2 separate regions of the Sus scrofa genome follow, and region 1 is linked to region 2. A link is a contact called in public HiChIP or PLAC-seq data. All regions are on one chromosome and are shown on one strand. Each heading gives the region's core, a stretch centred on a gene start, on an enhancer-like site or on the middle of the called end of the contact. The rest is flanking DNA. Distances are from core to core; before and after follow the strand shown.

Evidence for each region. HiChIP or PLAC-seq counts read pairs in DNA pulled down with a chosen protein or histone mark.
Region 1: an H3K27ac HiChIP or PLAC-seq map of skeletal muscle shows a contact between it and region 2. The contact joins the promoter of LRIG2 here to the enhancer-like site in region 2. A contact is called at or near these places in 1 of 5 promoter capture datasets (liver), 12 of 47 Hi-C or Micro-C datasets (embryonic fibroblasts, epiblast stem cells, fetal skeletal muscle and 4 more) and 1 of 2 datasets of contacts at active chromatin or transcription factors (skeletal muscle).

Annotation. Positions count from the first base shown.
Region 1 is chr4:107,509,701-107,514,051 of Sscrofa11.1, reverse strand. It overlaps LRIG2 (leucine-rich repeats and immunoglobulin-like domains protein 2), which reads left to right and starts at 2,744. Exons shown (of 18, transcript XM_021090738.1): 1 at 2,744-2,851. It also overlaps a transcript of SLC16A1 not described here.
Region 2 is chr4:107,451,687-107,455,678 of Sscrofa11.1, reverse strand. The region is part of intron 1 of LRIG2 (leucine-rich repeats and immunoglobulin-like domains protein 2); the gene reads left to right. Among named protein-coding and RNA genes, the nearest start is that of LRIG2, 58 kb to the left of the region's middle. Within about 2 kb of position 1,543, at least 8 of the 83 cell types and tissues checked have an H3K27ac peak or open chromatin away from gene starts, as enhancers often do. A contact at or near this core is called in liver and skeletal muscle, where this site is marked.

The sequences.
Region 1 (4,351 bases), core at 1,495-3,994, 57 kb before region 2:
ATTGCTGAATCCTAGGTCTCTCATAGTGCATGGTAGCCAATACCAAATCAAGTCCCATTCTCCTGGTCCTTTTCGATGACAAAACCAGACTGGCCCCACAGATATTTACATGGACCTAAATCCTGCAGAGGAATGCATATTATGAAGTGGATAGAAAATCCAGTAGGAATGAAGGATATAAGAAGTTAGGAAGTTATGATTTAAAACAAATGTTTTTGGTGTGAGATAATTCATATATATATAAAATTTTAAAGAAATCTCAAGAGTGCCAAACTCATTAAATGGGAGTCAAAAAACACACATATTTGCAGCAACATGGACAGGACCTAGAGACACTAAGTGAAGTTAGACAGTGAAAAACAATCACATGATACCACTTATATGTGGAATCTAAAAAAAAAGATAGAAATGAATTTATTGCAGAACAGACTCACAGACTTTAAACAAACTTATGGTTACCAAAGGAGACAGGTGGGGTGGGAGAAGGGGTGGACTGGGGATTTGAGCTTGGTACATGTACGCTGTATACTGAATGCCTGGCTAGTGGGGACCTGCTGTCAGCACAGGGAACTCTACGCAATCAATATTCTATAATATAATATGATAATCTATATGGGAAAAGAATCTGAAAAAGAATGGATGTGTGTATATGTGTAACTGAATCACTTTGTTGTATAGCAGAAATGATCACAACTTGTAAATCAATTCTACTTCAATAAAATTTTTTAATATGGGAAAAAAAAAACCACACATAATTCCCATCCAATCATTAAAAAGTTGAGAAGTCACTTAACTTCTACAGCCTTAGTTTTCTAATCTGTAAAATAAGGGAAAGTGACTAGCTGGGCATGAAGATCCTTTCCAGAGTTACATGCATTAATATATAAAAGGCCAAAAGATATGTAAACTCTTGAAACACTGGTCACTTGGTTCATCCTATGGTGGCATGATCTTTTTTCCTTTTTAATCTGTTTAGGTATGTTACAGCCTATTATGTTAAGCCTAAAACTAAACCTTTAAACCCATTCAGCTATAAAAAAAAAAACTCGCATAATGCTCCCCAGACCATTAACTTGCATTTTTATCAAGGGTCACTGCAATCCAAAGAAAGAACAGCATCTATCTAATCCCTGAATTAATTACTGAAGTAACTTCAGCATTTAAATAATACTTATCCAGTACTTGTTTTAAGGGCTAGATATCTTAAATTCTTTACTATTTACATGACAATTTAAAGGTAAATTGTACCTCAGGGCGTAAGACTTAGATTTATGGGAGTATTCAATGCCTAAAAAACTAAACTAAAATACTCTCTGCTTCACCTCACTGGGCTGGTAGCTGATACCAAAATTGTTTATTTACAGCTAATTCCTACTCACACACTTCCAAACTCTCACACAATTCAGAGCTCACCCTATCACGGACTTTCCTCCAGTAACTAATCTCACAACCGTTTTATCAAGGCACTGAAGTGTACACAGTTTATTTCAAAATCAGAATAGTTCTTGGAAAAAAAAAATTCAAACCTAGTTATGAACAAAGTACTTAACATTTCCCTGTTACCAATGGATGCCTAGATTTATATGCAGACACTGGCAACTCGGCTGAAGTAGTAATTTTTTTTTTTTTTTGGTTAAGATTAATTACCAACTAGTTTTGGCAACAGCCTGTCGCACCAAATAAGTCATGACAAAGAAATGAAATGTTAAAATGCACGTGGGGAAAAAAGGGATGTATTTGCAACAAAAAGCGCGCATCAGACCAAGTGTAACGCTATGCTTCAGATTCCTCTGGACAGGGCCGTCTTAAAACCCCAGAGCGAGGGCGCTGCGGCGGACGTTCTGCAGCCACAGGTTGAATGACAAAGAGTTCCCGTCAGCACCACTCCGGGCGTCTGCCAGTGGCACCGTCCCCTCGGCAAAGTCCACTCGAAGCCCTGCAGTCACGCCCAGGCTGCGGGGACTGCAGGTCCCCCAAGCCACTACCGCAGGTCACCAGGTGGGACAAGGATTGGCTGGCAGAGGAGGTTGGGGCGGGCATGCCACGAGTCCAAAATTACTCCAGCCCCGGGTCCCTTCTCTTGGAGAACGCCGCCAGCAATCTGGAGGCACCACGTGAATCAGCCCCACGTCGTCCCATTTCCAGATCAAAAAGCATCTCCTGAAGGACCTACTGAAGACTAGAGGGGAAGCGACTTCCCCAAGGTCACCGGCAGCACCACCCAACTCCTCGGTCAGGTCGGTGACCGGCACCTGACAACGGGGCCACAGCTCTGCCGGGAGAGGCGCCGTCCTCAGCGTCCCAAGGTCTCCTTCACCAAGGCTGCGCTCCGTGGCCACGTGGCTGCTGCGGCCACGGTGCCCCCGCCCGGCCGCCCCCTCCTTTCCGGAGGACCAAGCTCTCCGCTCCCCCCGACCCCGCAGAGGAAGCGAGGACACCGCGGGGTCCACGCCGAGCGCGCGGCGGGCCCGTTACTAACTAACCGTTATGCGCGGCTCGCGGCGCCAGGCGTGAGCGTGACGCGGCGGCGCGGCTGCAGTTCCGCGGGGCCCAGGATTCAGGTCGCGTCCTTCGCCGGCTGCCTTGTTCGCTTGCCCCGGCACCCACGCGCCGCGCCAGTCACGTCGCAGCTCTCCAGCACTTTGTCGGGCCGGGCCCGCGAGGCTTGCCTTATAACCCTCGGGCCGGAGCATGCGCACAGGAGGCGGAGTCGGCCCTCCCGGCCGCCGCCCCCTCCCCCCTACTCTTACACGGGAACCGCGACTCGCGCCTCCACGAGCTCTCAGGCGCGCGCCCGCTAGCTCGCTCGCGCTCGCCGGCGCCCCCTCTTCGCCACGTGACCGGTGGCCGGGTAAGACCCGCGCGCCGCGCCCCCGCTATGCGGCGGGGATGGCGTCGCCGTGCTCCGCGGCGGGATGTGCTCCTCTGCAGTATTCGCTCCCCCGCGGGACTCGCCCCTCGGACTGGCCGTCAGAGGACCTCGGGGTGACCTCCTCGCTTCTGGGACCCCACCGTAGATCTCAGCCTCAGTCTCGGGCGGAGAAAAGGGGAAAACCGCCCAGGACGGATGGGGCGCGCCCCGGGGCCTGACTCAGGTGTGGGGGGCGAGCGGCGCGCGGAGGAGCCGGGAAGTGACTGGAAGTGGAGGAGCGGGCGGGGCTTGAAGGGACGCGGGTGCTCCTCGGACCCGGCAAGAGGCCGGGGACCAGCAGTTAAGAGCGCGGCTTGTGGCTTCGCTGCTTGAGTTCAGGGACCTCGGGGAAGTCACTCAAACACTCAGGGCCTGTTTCCTGCTCTAAAATGGCAACACTAATAGAAGCGACCTCATAAGGGCTTTTGGTGGTTTTCATGAGAAGTTTCTTACTACAGAGCCGGGTCTGTAGCATTTGCTGAATGGTGGGTGTCAAACGCAGAAGTCGGGAGAGAAGAGCAGGTCTGAGGGTGGGGACGCTAGAAACAGGAAGGTCTCTGTGTGCGGAACGTGGGGAAATGAGAATGCAGAGAGGCCAAATTTGTAATGAACGCTGAAGGATTGGGACAAATACAGCTAAGAAGTCTTTAGAGTCGATTATGTATGTGCTTAGCAGTTCACCTGAGTTAACCGCCCAACCCAATGTTGTAGTTGAAGTGATCAAATTAACTGATCGTGGAGTGCCTCTGATGTCCGAGACTTGAGAAATACCCAAAATCTTTGTAAGGCCCCACGCTTATAAATTTCTGGGGAGGTGAAGGGAGGCAGGTAGAAATCTACCAGCAGTTGATGAGCACAGGCCTGCCTCTGCCGCCTCCCTTCCCCTCCTCCCCACTTAATTCTCTCTACTGCTCAGTACGGTTGGCCTTAAGCTTTTTGTTTTGCAAATGAAGAACCTAGATTGTGATGGAGTGGGGGTTGAGGGAAAGGTCTAAAAACTCCTCCTGTGTGCTTTCTTTCTCTCACCCACTCTGCTTCTGTTTCACACAACAAAAGTTTTCAGTGACAGTTCAGGACAATTAGAATAGCCAGATATGCTTATAAGCAATGATTGCTTTTTACCTTTAATAAATACAGAGAAGGAAGGCACTTCAGGTCCTTAGGGTAGCCAGGACTTGGGAAAGCAGTGCTTCAGGGTATCAGGGAAGTAGTAGCATTCAGGGTAAGTGGTAGGAGAGTTGAGTTAGACAAACTAGGACTAGTTCACGTGTGAACCTAACTAATGGAATGTAGTGGGAAGTGGTAGAAGTAGATGATTCCCAGCAAATAGCAAAAGAAGGCTTTGGAGGGGCTTAGTGTGATAGGTTCACAATATGGACCCAGGATTAGATCTGAATTCCAGCTTTGATACTTGGCAGTTCCTCTAGCTCTTTGTCCTTA
Region 2 (3,992 bases), core at 294-2,793:
GGTGTAGGTCGCAGATGTGGCTCGGATCTCTCGTTCCTGTGGCTCTGGTATAGGCCGGAGGCTACAGCTCCGATTCAGCCCTTAGTCTGGGAACTTCCATATGCTGTGGGTGCAGCCCTAAAAAGACAAAAAAAAAAAAAAAAAAAAGACCAAGAAAACAAGAAAATAATTGATGGGAGTTCTCTTGTGGTGCAGCAGGTTAAGGATCTGGCATTGTCACCCCGGTGGCTCAGGTCACTGCTGTAGCTCAGGTTTAGTCCCTGGCCTGGGAACTTCTGCTTGCTGTGGGCATGGCCAAAAAAAAAAAAAAGTAATTGACAAATAGAAATAGGTAGATTGACAGAAATGTGTGTATATATATTTACTATAAACAACATATATATATTTATATGGTATTATAATTTAAATTTTACATTAGGGGTACAAAGTTTTAAAAAATAGACTTCTGAAACATTATTCTAGACACTGGAAATAAGATAATCACAGTTAACCTACCAAACAGATATTTTACTTGAGGGTAATTGGGAGCTTATAATACGTCTAAATGAAGTCTCATTTATAAATCACAGGTGAACTGTTTCTCAGTCCATCCTTTCCATTCTTCCTTCCCTACCTGAATAAAACCCACATGTAATTCAGTAAATCATTTTCATTGTACAAGAATCAAAATCTTAAAGACTTCTGAGCCATTGTCCGCTCTGCCTTCTCCCAGCCCCAGCCTCTGAATTTACTGTCCCACCCACCTAGTCCTCTCCCCAGAGAGAATCACAATTGTCATTGAGATATGTACTCCAGCCCTATAAAAATTAATGTTTTATCATTGCTATACTTAATTGTTGGTTTAAAAAAAAAAAAGGCTGGAAAAAATAAGGGGAAAGGGGAATTCAGTTCACTTACAAAACGTTTTAGGCAGGACACTTTTCAAAATGCAACTGGTCTGGAACTTGAACCCCTCGTGGTTTCCAGCAGGAGCATCTGGCCACCTCCACCTCAGTAAATACTGCTGTTGACTGGCCCTGGCTCTGGCCCACCTGCCAGGGACAGCCAAATGCAGGAAAGCTGATAAGTCACTACCATCTTTTACTTCTTTATTTTTATTCTCTGTACTCATCAGTCCCCAGTCCCCTGAACCCTGATAATGGCCAGGAATAGGCATTTCTCCTACACACAGCAGCAGGAACACAGTTTCTCTCCTTCTCTTTCCTTTCTAAAGGACAGTGTCAAGGACATGTCCAGGCCAGGTCAGTAAATGTTACATCAGAGATACTGCTGCTATATTTACTCCCACTTGCCTTTCGAGCAAAGCAATTTATATGATGAAAAACAACAGAGACAAACTGTCCTGGGTATCTTCAGAGAAAGAAAACATTGAATTTTAAAGCTGTGTCTGATTTTACATTGCAGAAAATTTCCCTGGGGGTTAAATTCCCTTCTTCTCTCTCTTTCCACTTTTTAAAATTCTCTCTGAGGAGAGAGTTAAAGAGACGTATTGCTTCCTCCCAGGCCTGCAGACCTGCAGTTGCTATTCAGAGTTTAATTCAGTCCAGGCTGTCACTGTAACCTTGAGATGAGAGAGACTAAACAGGCAGGAGAATGACAAGCAGAATTATCACTGGATTTGCTTTGGTCTGCTAGTTTCCCTATCAACTTCTGCCCCATCCTTGCCCCCAAATTGCTTCTGGACCAATTATTTTTATTCTTCAAGCCTCAGTTTTCTGCTCAGTAAAATAGGAAGAATCAATTCTGTTTCACTCAGAGGGGTATTGTTAGGAGAGTAAGTATGAATAAGGTCTTGTGGGGGATGGAAGTTTACTCAGTTCTGATTCAATTCAGTAATCATTTCTTGAGTACATATTAAGTGCTGGGGGAGAGTACCATCCAGAGTAAAATGTTGTAATAACCCTTAAGGAGTTAACAATTTATTTTTTATTTTATTTTTATTTTTTGTCTTTTGGCCTTTTTTTAAAGGAGAAATTCTATTATTTATTTGTTTTATTACTCAAATGAATTTATCACATCTATAGTTGTATAATGATCATCACAGTCCAATTTCACAGGATTTCCATCCCACAACCCAAGCATATCCCCCCACCCCACAAATTGTCTCCTCCGGAGACCATAACGTTTTCAATGTCTGTGAGTCAGCATCTGTTCTGCAAAGAAGTTCAGTCTGTCCTTTTTTCAGATTCCACATGTCAGTGAAAGCATTTGATGTTGGTGTCTCATTGTACAGCTGACTTCACTTAGCATGATAATTTCTAGGTCCATCCATGTTGCTAAAAATGCCGGTATTTCGTTCCTTTTAATGGCTGAGTAATAGTCCATTGTGTATATGTACCACCTCTTCTTGATCCACACTCCTCTGTCGATGGACATTTAGGTTGTTTCCATGGCTTGGCTATTGTAAATAGTGCTGCAATGAACATCGGAGTACACGTGTCTTTGCGAGTCATGGTTTTCTCTGGATAGATGCCCAGGAGTGGGACTTCGGGATCAAATGGTAGTTCTATATTCAGTTTTCTGAGGAATCTCCATACTGTTTTCCACAGGGGTTGCACCAATTTACAACCCCACCAACAGTGTACTAGGGTTCCTTTTTCTCCACACACTCTCTAGCACTTATTGTTTGTAGACTTTTCGATGATGGCCATTCTGTTTGGTGTAAGGTGGTACCTCCGAGTGGTTTTGATTTGCATTTCTCTAATGATGAGTGATGTTGAACATCTTTTCATGTCTTTTTTGGCCATCTGCATGTCTTCTTTGGAGAACTGTCTATTTAGACCTTCTGCCCATTTTTGGATGGGGTTGTTTGTTTTTTTGGTGTGGAGCTGCAGATGTTTATAAATTGGGAGATTAATCCCTTGTCAGTTGAATCAATTGCAAAGATGTTCTCCCATTCTGTGGGTTGTCTTTTCATTTTGTTTAGGGTTTCCTTTGCTGTGCAGAAACTTTTAAGTTTGATTAGGTCCCATTTGTTTATTTTTGTTTTTACTGTCATTACTCTAAGAGGTGGATCTGAGAAGGCATTGCTATCATTTATGTCAGAGAGTGTTTGGCCTATGTTTTCCTCTGAGAGTTTTATAGTGTCTGATCTTATATCTAGGTCTTTAATCCATTTTGAGTTTATTCTTTTTGCCTTTTCTAGAGCTGCTCCTGCGGCACATGGAGGTTCCCAGGCTAGAGGTCTAATCGGAGCTGTAGTCACCGGCCTATGCCAGAGCCACAGCAACGTGGGATCCAAGCCGCGTCTGCAACCTACACCACCGCTCACAGCAATGCCGGATCCTTAGCCCACTGAGCAAGGGCAGGGGTCGAATCTGCAAACTCATCGTTCCTAGTTGGATTCGTTAACCACTGAGCCACGACAGGAACTCTCAAGTTAGCAATTTAATAACTGGAAAAAAAAAACAACAAATTTTACAAAGAACCTTAACCTCAGGCAGCAAATGATACATTTCAAATGAGGGAATGTTCAGGGAATCAAAGAAGATTAGGGGAAGTTTCGAAGGAAGAAGCTGCACTGAGATGGGAAATAGTAAGAGGACATTCCAGGGAGAGAAAAAAGAATAAAGTTGTGGAGGAGCCAACAAAGCTCATGATGAATTCAGGGACTGCACCTAAGGGAGCAGGGAGTGATAAACAGGTTCATACTGGAGAGACTAAGAGGTCTATGCGCAATCCTGTAACTGAACTGATGTCTAGTTGAGCAGAGACATGATTAAAGTAGTGCTTTAGGAGTTCCCACTGTGGCACAGTGGGTTAAGAGTCTGACTGCAAGCGGCTCTGGTCTCTGCAGAGCTATGGTATTGACCCCTTGTCAAGAACAGTGGGTTTAAGGATCTAGTGTTGCTGCAGCTACAGGTAGGTTGCAGCTGTGGCTGGGATTCAACACTGGGAACTTCCTTATGCCTTGGGTGTGGCCATTTAAAACATATTAATGATAAGAAAAAGGAGTTCCCTGTCATGGCTCAGTGGTTAACGAATCCAACTAA